Linked DNA regions of Danio rerio: region 1 is linked to region 2. A link is a contact called in public Hi-C data. All regions are on one chromosome and are shown on one strand. Each heading gives the region's core, a stretch centred on a gene start, on an enhancer-like site or on the middle of the called end of the contact. The rest is flanking DNA. Distances are from core to core; before and after follow the strand shown.

The links. A called contact is a pair of places that touch in the nucleus more often than the background predicts.
Region 1: a contact with region 2 is called in a Hi-C map of hematopoietic stem cells, with 4 times the contacts expected there. The contact joins two enhancer-like sites. A contact is called at or near these places in 6 of 18 Hi-C or Micro-C datasets (caudal fin, embryo, hematopoietic stem cells and 1 more).

The regions. Positions count from the first base shown.
Region 1 is chr14:30,893,470-30,900,239 of GRCz12tu, forward strand. It overlaps arap3 (ArfGAP with RhoGAP domain, ankyrin repeat and PH domain 3), which reads left to right. Exons shown (of 34, transcript XM_682220.9): 33 at 1,809-1,847; 34 at 5,609-6,770. The coding sequence ends at 6,010. Among named protein-coding and RNA genes, the nearest start is that of arap3, 54 kb to the left of the region's middle. Within about 2 kb of position 2,167, at least 6 of the 62 cell types and tissues checked have an H3K27ac peak or open chromatin away from gene starts, as enhancers often do.
Region 2 is chr14:30,782,924-30,790,243 of GRCz12tu, forward strand. It overlaps tgfbi (transforming growth factor, beta-induced), which reads right to left. Exons shown (of 17, transcript NM_182862.1): 13 at 6,927-7,051; 14 at 6,219-6,321; 15 at 6,072-6,133; 16 at 5,922-5,946; 17 at 4,347-5,380. The coding sequence ends at 5,319. Among named protein-coding and RNA genes, the nearest start is that of smad5, 12 kb to the left of the region's middle. Within about 2 kb of position 1,933, at least 15 of the 62 cell types and tissues checked have an H3K27ac peak or open chromatin away from gene starts, as enhancers often do.

The DNA.
Region 1 (6,770 bases), core at 917-3,416, 110 kb after region 2:
AAAATAAAATGAATAATAATAATATTAATAATAATAAAAAAATTGACACTTTAGTGTTCTCATTATATGAACTAGTGACTTGTTATCTGCCTATTATTATGATACTGGCTGTTTAATTGTACTTATAAAGTATACGTTCTGCATGATCTTATTGTACATCCTTAATCCAACCCAATACCTAAATTAATTGGCAGCCGATTAGGAGTTAATTAAGAAAAAACTAATAGTTAATGGAATGTTAATAGAATAAACACAGTTAATAAATACTAGCATTTAATAAGTACTAGTATCTAATAAATATAGACTACTGTCTAGTAAAGAAGAGCTACTAGTATGTTATAGCTGTGGGGAAAAAAAGGAAATGAAGGAACACTGGTAAAACTCAATTGCTTAACTCTACTAGAGTTGTTTGTGTTTCTTTAAATAAAAAAAAATTATAAAATAAATAAAATTTACCATAGTTTTTGTTCACTGTTGTTCACTATTCTTTACTGGCTGTGAAACAAAGGCTTGATTTAGTGTTGACATCTTGTGGATGAAACTAGTAAGTGCAAAAACAGTCAAAGGCACAATTAGAAAAAAAAAATCAGGCAATAAGCATAGTCCTAGTTAATGTCACAACTAGTGTTTTAAAATATTCTTAGAATGTGTTTACACAACAATGTGTTAAAAATGGGAAAGCAAAATGACTTACTGTTGTGATAAATTAGTAGATAAATTATACATTTGTATGATTTTTAGAAAGAAGGTGTATGTACAAAACCGTTCAAATTCATATGAATTAACTACTAAATTAGCAAACCATAAGATAGTTATGCATTGGCATGATATTTGAAATGCTACATACTTTATTGTAGTAGTAGTTCAAAAAGCATACTGTGCTGAAATTAACATCACATGCACTGGTCACAATCCTTAACACAGATGCACTGTAAAAAATATCTGTAAATTAGCAGTTTTCCGTATTTTGAGATTCATGTGTTTATTTTTTTCTCATTTTTTAATGCTTTTTAAATTAGATTATGGCACCTTAATCTTTTTTCCAACAACCTTTGTAATATTAGAAAAGTTGTCTTTTATTAACATTTTTAATAGTTTAAAGTTATCTATTGTCTGGGTTGGTGTTGTATATTATGATACAAAAACCTTGTTAAACTGCCAGTACATCTTCAGCTATTTTACAAACTTATTTCTCTATACGCAGGGGCGGACTGGCCATCTGGCAATTCTGGCAAATGCCAGAAGGGCCGGACCAATTTTTAAATGTGGGCCGGTCAGTTTTTTTTTTTTTTTTTTTTAATATGTATTGTTTTTAAGTGCAGACAGCTTTTATCTCTTGCTAGATGCTATTATGTTGATGACAATAATAATAATAATTAATGTTAAGCATTTGGCCCAATCGGCAATTGCCGCCTGGTTTCAAGATGGGCCGACCCAATCCGAGGTTACCTGAACGTAATCAAAATCTGGCAAGAATGTCATATTATTTCATCATCTGTACACCAAAATTAATAGTGAATGTGCGTGTCTGTGGGTGGGGCTGTGTCGGTGTGGTAATTTGTGTGGCTACAGTGCCAGGGCTGAATTTTTGTCCCAGTCTGCCCCTGTCTATACGTATTATTTCTTAAGTCACAATAAAACACCAAAAGTCTGCAGAGCAGAGATCAGGGTCCCATATTGCTATTCACACTCATAAATAAACACTTGTGAATCACAAAATACTCAAAATGCAGATATTTCTTTACAGTGTGTATAAAAAGACTTTGGGTTTTAGCTTCACTTGTCTTTGTGTGTGTTTGTTTTTGCAGAGGAAGCTTCACACAAGAAGAGCACTCTCCATGTTTTTTGTAAGTATTTCTCTTTACCTGGAGATTATATGTCTTTAATGTTCAATTATTGCACCTTTGCCCACTAAATTGTTGCTGTTTCTTTAACACACTCAGCCAGAATTACTCCGATTACAGTGTCTTGTCTGAAGGTAAAAAGCAGGAGGTTTGGAAAGTATCAAATGACTTTTGCATCGAATAACTTTTAGAAGTGCGCTTTACAAAAGAGCCCGTACTTACTAGAGGAATTCCCTTTGACTTCCTCGGTCCTTCCCCCCATTCCTGTGGCTTTCCTGATATGACAGGATGCATTTGGAGGAAGAAAGGCGCTTCTGCATTGTTCTGCAACTGTAGCCTTAAGGGAGGGTTGTGTTTTTCGGGCCTCTGGTGTGTGTCCCTGCCCAGAAGCTTTCGCTAAGCAAATTGTCTGCGGGCTTCTTGCTTTGTCTTCAGTGTATTCGGCAATTATCTTGATGTTGTCACTCTGATAGTGAGACAAAAGTTTCAACTCCGAAAAGGAAGTGATTTGTTTTGAACATTGTCGAGGGGGGAATTTCGCTCGCTCTGCGTCACCACAAATACTGCTTTTGTTCACATAATGGTAGATCATCTAACCAGGTTATCTGTATGATTACGTATTTTGGTAAGATAATAGTCACCTGTGTGTTGGGAGTCTAAGAGCTCTGTGGTTAAAATGCTGATTTTGTGATGCTGTTTGTGGTCAGGACACTGATTTGCTTGGACTTGCACATTTGTGTGCACAAGAGTACTTGTATGGATGAAGTTTATAGCTTCCAAAGTTCTATTTAAAAATAGATAGCTTTATAGACTGGTCTGATTAGCTGAGTGATGTTAAAAAAAACAATTATTTCATATTTAAAAGTACATTTAAAATGAGTATTTTCACATTTATTTTTAGTTTATAGTTATAAATACAGTTGAAGTCATTAAACCCCCTGAATTATTCTGTTAAATGGAGAGCAGATTTCTTTAACACATTTCTAAACATAATAGTTTTAATAACTCATTTCTAATAACTGATGTATTTTATCTTTGCCATGATGACAGTAAATAATATTTGACTAGATATTTTTAAGACACTTCTGTACAGCTTAATGTGACATTTAAAGGCTTAACTAGGTTAATTAGGTCAACTAGGCAGGTTAGGATAATTAGGCAAGTTATTGTATAATGATGGTTTGTTCTAAGGACTATCAAAAAAATTTGAAAAATTTATTGACCTTAAAAATATTGACCTTAAAATGGTGTTTAAAAAATTGAAAACTGCCTTTTTTCTAGCCGAATTAAAACAAGTTTCTTTAGAAGAAAAAATATTATCAGACATACTGTGAAAATGTCCTTGCTTTGTTAAACATCAGTGGAAAATATTTAAAAAAGAAAAAAAATCAAATGGGGGCTAATAATTCTTTACAAGCCTGCATGAACCGGAAGTTGCAACAATTTTTTTTTGTATTGTCACACCGTATTTTAAAATTTTTTTTGTATTGTGACACAATACCTCTGACATAATCTGAGAAGAGCATTTTCAAATTTTTATTTTGAGATTACAAGGTCAAATGATTTTTTTTTAAATGACGTTCACCACAAAACTAACAATGTGAGCTAACAAAATCAATATTGTTAGTTTTGATTTCATGTGTACTTCAATATATTTTTATGTATTTTTTCCCCTTCTGGTGGGGCTTTATTTTTGTGAGCTAAAATGACTGATTTTGTGACCTCTTTTCTCTAAATTTAGGCTATTGTTTGCTTTAATTGAGTTTTGCTGTGAAAATACACAAAAACCCTGTAACATTCTCTTTTTTGATCTCAAAAAACACTGGGTTCTCAAAATCCTGGTGGAGGCGATTAAATTTGATATCAAAAACAACAACATAATACTATTTAATAAATTCAAGACATTATCATTGAAAGAAATTTGCATCATACTTTTAATATTATTTAAAATTGTCATTTATAATTGTTATTGTTGCGTAATATAAGGTTTATGTAATATTATATTCACTACTACATTATTGCTTTTTACTATTAGATTGTAATTCTGTAGATCAACAATCACGTCTGAGTTACAGTGTATTATAATAATATGATAATGATGGTGGATTTTTGAATATGATGCTATACAGTGTAAAATGCTGGGTTTCACTCAATTGATTTAATTAAGTTAGCTTATTAGTTTTTGATTGAACATAAAACAATTAAGTTGTTCAAACAACTCAAGAATTGTGTTGTTTCCTCTCATTTTAAATAAGTAGTTTGAACAAAATGCAAACATATTTTTCGAGTGTTTATTATATAAATATGAAATGGTACACTACCTGACAAAAGTCTTGTCGTCGATCCCTGTTGTACGAGCTACAAATAATTACTTGACTTCTAGTTGATCATTTGGAAAAGTGACAGAAGGTAGATTTTTCCAATGAATCATCTGTTAAACTGCATCTTAATCATCACAAATACTGCAGAAGACCTATTGGATCCCGCATTGACCCAAGATTCTGACAGAAATCGGTCAAGTTTGAAGGAAATATCATGGTTTGGGGTAACATTCAGTATGGGGACGTGTTGAGGGATCTGCAGTGGATGGAAACATCAACAGCTTGAGGTATCAAGACATTTATGCTGCCCCTAAACCAAAGGAGAGGGCAAATTCTTCAGCAGGATAGCACTCCTCATAATTAAGCCTCCCTATCAAAGTTCCTGAAATCAAAGAAGGTCAAGGAGCTCCAGGATTCTCCAACCCAGTCACCAGATATAAACATTATTGAGCATGTCTGGGGTAAGATGAAATTAACCCAAAGAATCTCTGGAAGTCCTGCAAGAATGCTTTCTTTGCCATTCCAGATGACTTTATTATGAGTGATTTCAGTCATTGCAGAGCTGTATGGATGCAGTCCTCCAAGCTCATGGGAGTCATACACAATATATATTTTTTTCTATGCACCATCACTTTATATTCTATATTGTACGTTGTTTCTGTTAATTGCCAAGACTTTTGTCTAAGAAAAGTCAGACTATACTGTCCTAAATAAATAATTAAAAAAATCAAGACATGATCATATTTTATTTTGGTAAAATAAATGTAATCTAGAGGCCTTATAAGCCACATTTGATACCAAATGATCAACTAGAAGTCAAGTTATTATTTATTGTTCCCATACCTTAGATAAGCGGCAAGACTTTTGTCAGGTAGTTTATTATTCATATTTGACTTATGCAACAATATTATTATATAACAAAAGTAATACAGTACAATAATTAAATTGTAACATTAAAGTTTGTGGTATATAGCGTATATAATGAAATAAATTATTATAATTAATATTATTTAATATATTACAGTATTGTACTTAAAGCCAAACAACACTGAAAATAATAATTATAAAACAGTATAGTTATCTTAAATAACAATATCAGCAATAATGCATTAATAATATAATAAATAAATGTACATTTTTATAATAGTACATTGTTTTTTCCCTCTTAAAATAAAATTGGCAATTTGCTATTTAGTGAATGATAGTTTCTCATACTGCTGTTTTAAATTTAATTCAACACATTTGTATGTTTTTACCTAATTAAAAGACATTATTAATAAAATGAATGGCCTTATTTTAATGAAAGCCATTACAAGAACTTTGCTATTGGATTAGTGACATAACACACTGCAGTTAAGTATAGTCTTTTAAAATTTACTAGACCTGTTTCTTCATACCTCTCAGTACAGTATGTCATTGTTGTTTCCCATTTGTCCTCCTCAGCCCATGAAGATACAGCAGCAGGACTCATTTGAGGAGCGCATTGAAATCCCCGAGCCTTTATACGAGGAGGTGGGAGACTTCGGCCTGCAGGTGCTCAAGTCTTTGGAGACCAGTTTTCTGTCCAGCGGCCATGCAGAGACACAGGAAGTGCCCATGCGACCCATCAGCCTGGGACAGAGGAAAACCACATCTCTGGACCGCATGCTGGGCTCCAGGCCATTCGTGTCCTCAGGTGAGTCTCTGGATGCTCTGAGCCACGATGGATCTTCTGACTCTCTGCCCATCCCAGGTCGACACAGAGCTCACCGCTCGTGCAGCCCGCAACAGGAACTACTGCTACAGGAACTTTCCACCATGTTCTGCAAGAAACCAGAGTCAGATGAGCCTGAAAGCCTAACCTGAGCTTCAAATTGGCGTGCACTTTTGTTGTTGTTTTGTTTTGAAATGGGCAAGGAAGAATCCAGTATTAAATGTTTGTTTATTTAAAGAGTCAGTTCACCCAAAACCAATTTCACTTCACTTCAGCTTCTTCTGTTGAATGTGAAAGAAAAGCAATATTGGAAACCAGTAGCTTTTTTACTATGGCAGTTGGTGGTTACATTTTAAGAAGATATTTTAGAGATTGTTGGAAACCAGTTACTATTGATTTACATAGTGTTTTTTTAATATGGGACTCAATGAGTGCCTGTTTCTAAAATGCTTAGAAAAGAAGATATTTTGAAGAATGTTGGAAACTGGTTGCTATGGTCAATGGCTATCTATTTCCAGCATTGTTAGAAAAGGAGATATTTTACATGAGAATGTTGGGAATGAGTTGCTATTAATTTTCAGAGTATTTTAGCTTGCTGTAGGACTGAACAGCTACTGGTTTCCAACATTCTTAAAAAGAAGATGCTTTAGTGAATTTTGGAAACCGTTTGCTATTGATTTCCATCGTATTTGTCCTGTTTCTAAAATTCTTAGATAATAAGATATTTTGTAGAATGTTGGAAACAAGTTGCTATTGGTTCCCATAGTATTTTTCTAATATTGAAGTCAATAGATACCTGTTTCCAACTCTTTTAAAAAAGAAGATAAAAAATGTTGGAAACTAGTTGCTATTGATTCCATCGTATTGTTTTCTACTATGAGACTCAATGAGTGCCTGTTTCTAAAATTCTTA
Region 2 (7,320 bases), core at 683-3,182:
CCAAAACTCAAGACCGCAAGAACAGAGGATGCGGAAAGTTCCCGGATGTATTCTTGATATTGAGGATGCGTGCAGCGTGGATGCAGACTTGAGCGCAAAACTTGCTCGAAAAGACCCAGAAATCATTGTAGCTGAATAAAGAAAGTGAAGAGCACAGCATTTTATATAGGTTTCTTATTCAAGTTCAGAGATATAACTTATTTGTCTCAGCAGTTTCCCTAAATGAAAATTAGTTTTAATTCAACATGGAGGCTCAGTGGTAAGCACTGTTGCCTCACAGCAAGAAGGTCGCTGGTTCAAGTACTGGCTGGGTCAGTTGGCATTTCTGTGTGGTGTATGCATGTTCTCTCTATGTTGACGTGGGTTTCCTCCAGTCCAAACACATGCGCTAGGTGAATTGAATAAACTAAATTGTCCATTGTGTATGTGTGTAAATGAGTGTGTGTGGATGTTTCCCAGTACTGGGTTGCAGCTGGAATGGCATCCGCTGGGTAAACATATGCTGGATTAGTTGGAGGTTCATTCCGCTATGGCGAACCCTGATGAATCAAGGGACTAAGCTGAAGGAGAATGAATGAGTTGTTTGTATTGTGCAACATATATTTGTAAGGTTTTTATAGTTTATATTGTGAAAAGGGAAAAAACATTAAATCATTGTAGGAATGTTGTAATGTTTAAATCACTTTTCATTAAAATGCGTGAAGCTCTTGTGACCATCAGGAAGAATACAGCATTTCATTTCTCACAGGACATGTTCTCTGTTCTCGCGGTCTCCCAAGTTCGTTTTTCTGAGGTAACTTGGCTAGAATGGTCTCCACAAGAACATGAGTCTATTCTCTGCATTTTTGGAATTGAGCCACAGCCACTATGCTGACACATAGGCATTTGTAGCTTCGCCCTCTTTTAAAAACAGGACAGTCTCGTTTGAATTTAAAGCCAAAGCAGCACAATTTGGATCAAAGCCTAAAGGGGAATTTACAAAGTTACAAACATTATTTGTGTAGCATGGAGCTGAAACTTCACATACACACTCTAGGGGCATCTTCTAAAACATGAGCCTGATAGGTCATCTATAACACAGATGAATTTGTGAAACTAAAACTGTGGCTTCATTTCTGAAACATTTTCTTTGCATATTGACACCAAACTTTGTCCTTGCCACCTCACTGTCAGCTCAAAGTAATTACAGATATATGTTTACATGTAACGTAACAGTATACTATCTAATGTAATAAGACTCATTGCTTTGTCAGATACAATTACAAGCAAAAACTAGTTAACTTAATAATATAGAGTATAATCTAAATATTTTAAGCTATTGGACATGTGACCACATGAAGCCAACTTTTGACACACAGAGAGTGAAACATTAACATCTGGACATGTGTTTCACATTTGAAATGAGAGATATCTCAATAGTAGCCGTGTGTAGGTGTAATAGGAACACCTTTCCAATACTTTATTTATGCAGTTCACCCTAAAACACACAGAACCATAAATCATCCATGAAATTGCCAAACTTAACAACGTTTTTTTTTCCAAACCTGGTTACCTGATTTAAATGTGGGAAGTCAGAATAGTAAATATACTAAAGCAAAACAGACATCAGATTATTTATGAAGGTCCCAGGCATCCTGCTGTGCAACCCTGAATTTAATTCAGATGTAAGTGGATTAGACTTGACATTTGCTTCCGTGCAGTGGCATAATTGACTCAAACGTGTGGTTAAGCATAGAGTTGAGCAGCTGTTTCTAAAAGGAGATGAGGATATATTTAATATGTTGCAGCAAACTGACCACTGGTTGCGATACTGTACACTGTGACAACTTAACTTGTATGTTAGCCAACACTAAAGCTCTGTGCCACTAAACAGTGTGCCAGTGTCTCGCTCCGGGAGCAAAAAGCCTGTTGGAATGTTTGGTCGAGGCTGCCAGCTGAGAAAGGATACAGCGCACATATGTTTCCTACTCCAGCACTGTTGGGCAGCTTGAGACATCCCGCGGCAGGGAACTGAAGCTCTGTTTACCATCCTCAAACGCTTCCTGAGTTTACACGGCAATATAACAAGCACAGTAAAGTCAAATGGCAGGTTTAAACAACAGGCATCTTTCCATGTAAAGTCATGCGGAAGCTCTTTTCAAAGACCAGCGGTTGGTTGAGATCCAAAAATTGCACGTCTGTTTGGATTATCGGAGAAAAAAATGCAGAATGTGGATAATAAATCCAACAAACCTTTAATTGTAAATGAAATAGGTGTAACAACATTTAAGACCTCATGAAATTAAGATAAAGGTTTTATAGCTTTTATAGTTGGGTTTATGGTAATGACCTACCCTACAGTATAGCCTATATGTAAAACTACAAAAACCTTTCATTGTCAGATATTTGCATCAGCCTTTTCATCTAAAAAAAGAGAAAAAAAACAGAAGAAAATATTGATGACTCATCCTGCACTATGCTGATTTTTGCCCAATTAGGTGCTGTCTAGAAAAAGAATGTTCACACGTGTACCTTGGTTGTCGGTTCTTTCAGTCTGGTCCAAAAATGAAAAATAAGTTTGTCCTGGTCTGTTAATGGTTCACTAAGTCATCTTCATGATGATAATAATAATAATAATAATAATAATAATAATAATAATAATAATAATACTTATATATATATATATATATTTTAGAAAACACTCTATGAAGCTCAAATAAAAGTTTAGAGTATACAAAAATATACTCTTGATTAAAAAAATCCTGGAAATGTACCTTTAGGATGTATATAATTAAAAATACCAATTTATTAAATAAAAAGGCTAACACGTAACATTTTGAGTACACTGGCTCTTCATCAGACTGATGTTACAAGCTTTGTGTTAGGCTTTTTAATTTACTAAATTAGTATTTTTTGAGCTATGGTGTTGTCTCCTTTTTGATTATGTTTTTGTACTTTGTATTGTTTGTCTGAGCACCCATTAAAATTGATGTGTTTGTTTTTGTGCATTTTTTCCTCTTAATATACACTCAGCAACCACTTTATTACACCAGTCTAACTGCTCGTTAATGCAAATTTTTGCATTTAGGCATGCAGACATGGTCGAGACGATCTGCTGCTGTTCAAACTGAGCATCTGCTGAAACTGCTGATTTACTGGGATTTTCACGCACAACCATCTCTAGGGTTTACAGAGAATAGTCAGAAAAAGAGAAAATATCCATATATCCATATATATTCTGTGGGCGCAAATGCCTTGCTGATGCCAGATGTCAGAGGAGAATGGCCAGACTGGTTCCAGCTGATAGAAAGGCAACAATAACTCAAATAACCACTCGTTACAACCGAGGTATGCAGAAGAGCATCTCTGAATGCACAACACGTCGAACCTTGAGGCAGATGGGCTACAGCAGCAGAACCATACCGGGTGCCACTCCTGTTAGCTAAAAACAGGAAAATGAGGCTACAATTTGCGTAGGCTCACCAAAACTAGACAATAAAAGATTGGAAAAACTTTGCCTGCTGATAAGTCTCAGTTTCTAATGCAATATTTTGATGGTAGAGTCAGAATTTGGCATTAACAACATAAAAGAATCCTGCCTTGTATCAACGGTTCAGGCTGGTGATGGTGGTGTAATGGTGTGGGGGATATTTTCTTGGCACACATTGAGCCCATTAGTGCCAATTGAGCATCATGTCTACCTGAGTATTGTTGCTTATCATTTCCAATCCTTTATGACCACAGTGTACCCATCTTCTGATGGCTATTTCCAGTAGGATAACACACTATGTCATAAAGCCCGAATCATCTGACTGGTTTCTTGAACATGACAATGAGTTCACTGAACTCAAAAGGCCTCCACAGTCACCAGAACTCAATCTAATAGAGCACCTTGGGATGTGGTGGAATGGGAGATTCGTATCATGTATGTGCAGCCGACAAATCTGCACATACAGATTGATGCCTGATGCCAGCATTGATGGCTTGAAGCCATCATGTCAAAAAGGACAAAAGTCTCAGATGAATATTTCCAGTAACTTGTTGAATCTATCTCACGAAGGATTAAGGCAGTTCTGAAAGCAAAAGAGGGTCCAACTGGTACTAGTATGGTGTACCTAATAAAGTGGCCGGTGAAAAGAAACAATTCTTCTGGAAAAATAGATAATATTGATCTTGCACAAGACATCTTTTTTTCCAGTCTTTGCTTCTAGAATTAGAATATTCCTCCCAGCTTCTGCTAAAATCACCTACACCAGGAACAATGATAAACATTAAATAGTGACTGCTGGAATTTTTCTGCTTGTGGTTTTCATGCAGAATTTACATTCAAGCGAGCGAACAGAGAAACGATTTAGTCATGAATAATGTGAGCAATCAACTGAGTGAGAGTTTTATTGCCACACACATTAATCAACACATTATGACAATCCACCACATTGTGAATTCAGCTCAGTGAACTGACAAATTGGCTTGTAACAGACAGCGCAAACTACATTCAAGGGCACTTACTAGTTATATGTAAACTATAACTCTGTGGCTACAAAACAGTCATGTTATAATGAAATATGCAGACAGTGATCTTTGGTTCTTCACAAAATATCTTTGGCATATAAACATGAATAATCTGCACAAGTTACAGGTCTTACATTACACATGAAGACATCATTTTGGTCGTTTTTTATGTGCACAAAATAGCATTTGTTCCAGCTTAAACCATGCAAACATGCTACAGGTATAACAAATACAACCAAAAACATTACAAAAATGATAAAGAGAGAAATACAAAAATGTTATTAATGAACTGGTCTCCTGACATTTCCTCCTACCCATCAGATTATGCTCCCAACATTGTTTTTGAATGGTTCTGAGGTTGGGGTTTGGGATTAGGTAGGGCGATATTACAGCTTCATATCACACTACTCTACATTAAAGTTAACACTGGTAGCAAAACCTGATGGGTAGCATAATGCGTCATCAAAATGTGCAACTTACTTTTCTAAATGGGAGGACAATCTGACAAAGTAAGATAAATCGAACACCGACATCAGATTCAAAAATGCAGACTGAATAAATCATAACACATGAAGTGCCATGGCAACCTGATATAATCAATTTATGAGATTTGAAAAATAACACTGCTTTCCATCCAAGGATCTTCGGCATTTGAAAAAAATGCATTGTTGAACTGCTTTGCATTTTCAGATTTCTGTATGTTGTTCTCTGGATTTTCTTAATCTTCTAATTAGCTCTTCTTAAAATAAGACACCAAACTCTGTGTTTCCATCCTCTGAAAGTGGTGAGGGTTAAAATGAACTACAGTTTTACTTTGTAGAAAGCGTTTACTGGACACGAGACAATGTTCTGCTGCTGTGACTTCTCAGAACCTTCTGGAAGAGATCATCTGTAATGTGGCAAAAAATTATTATTTATTATTTTATTTTACATACAGTGCTCAGCATATATGAGTACACCCCTCACAAATCTATCTTTTAAATTAATATTTTCAATAGGGAGCTATACAATATTAAATTTGTGCATATACATTAGATCAGTCAGTACTGGAGCCAAATCTGGAGATAATCTAACAAAATAACTTTTGATAATGGCCCAAAAACTAGTACAGCCATATTTATATTTTTTAGAAAAATATTTAATACAAATTTTAAAAAGAGGAAAGATCAAGAGAAGCAAAAAAAAAAAAAAAAATTGAGTTTAATTTTTTTTCAATATTTAGCTTGAATTTAATTTGACTAGCTTTTAATTTCTAAATATGTTTGGTGACTAAAGCATGACTTTAATAAATATCTCTAAATGGATAAAAATATTCGTTTTCAAAATGGGGTGTACTCAATGATGCTGTATTTCAGTATCATCACAAAAGTACAGATGAGACTAATAACTGCATTGATGTGAGAAAAGTGAAGTTAGCCAACATTACTTACCATTTTTGGATACTTGAGACCCAGCCTAGAACAAAAAATAAAAACCCAATATAAACATTTTTCTTTATCATTTATAAATAAGTTAGAGGCACAACGACAATTCATAAACAAGTAAAAGTACTGGAAAATTGGTTTATTGTATATACTAACCCTGACAGCAGATGTGCGTCTGATTGTTGAGCCTTCGGCCTGGTCACTCACAATTTTAGGAGCTAAAACAGATGGACACATCGCTGTTATGAACTGTTAAAACAATATAGTTCTTTTATCACAGTGTTTAAGGAATCCTTGGCTTACGCAGTGGCTTGATGATGACATTAACAGCGTGCACAACTCCATTGGTAGCCATCAGATCAGACTCCACCACAGGCACACGGTTCACATATATGGTTGAGTTACGCTGAAAAGAAAAAAGAAAAAAACTGAATGAACAAAAAGAGTTATTAAATGTAGGGAATATTTTATTTTTAAATATATATTGCTTCATATTTTATTATAGTTATTCTATTTCTTGTTTTAGTTATTCTAAGTTATTGAAATTTTTAAAATAAATGTTCAATAATGTAATTATTCAATTGTGTGTGATTGTATATTTAGTGACAAAAGATCACAAAATAAACTAAATAAACAAAAACACTTTCAAATTGATTTACAGTAATACTATATATTCTTAGAGTATATATTTTGAACTAACATGACAGTAATTAAATCATTTTAGATTTTTGTTAAAGAAATAAATGTACAGTAAAATTCAAATGTTTAAGGTCAGTATTTTCAATATTGGTTTATTCAGCTATTATTTACATTCTAAATATACTAAAACAGAAATATGTTCTATAAATTTGTTAAAATATGACTGTTTTTATTGTTTTTGTTGGAATAAAAGCAGCCTTGGTGAGCATAAAACACAATCTAACCCCAGTCCCATAGCAATACATTCCCATAGCAATACATCAGCCTGTACGTATCTCAATAATAAGCAGAGATTGATGGCAGTATACTGACAGTGCCCAACTCCAGTTTGTCTCCAGCTAGGGGCTTCAGTCTGGTATGAGAGGTCACAGCTCCACTGACCAGGAACTCATCTCCAATGTGGTATTTGAGGATGTTAGCCAGCTCTTTAGGGTCTCCTATGTTTTCAAAGCAGAAAAACATCAGATGAAAATACAAACACAATTCTGAAAAAAAAATGGGAGATTATTGTAAAACGCAGTATAATGAAGAAGCTGTAATTTGCCAGTTCACATTTACTTTTATTTAACTGACAAATGAACAACAACAATCAAAGATTTTATGTGTCTTTACTGACAAACAAAATTGTATATACAGTGCTCAGCATAATTGAGTTCACCCCTTTTTGAAAATGAATATTTGTATCAATTTCTCAGTGAATATAGGC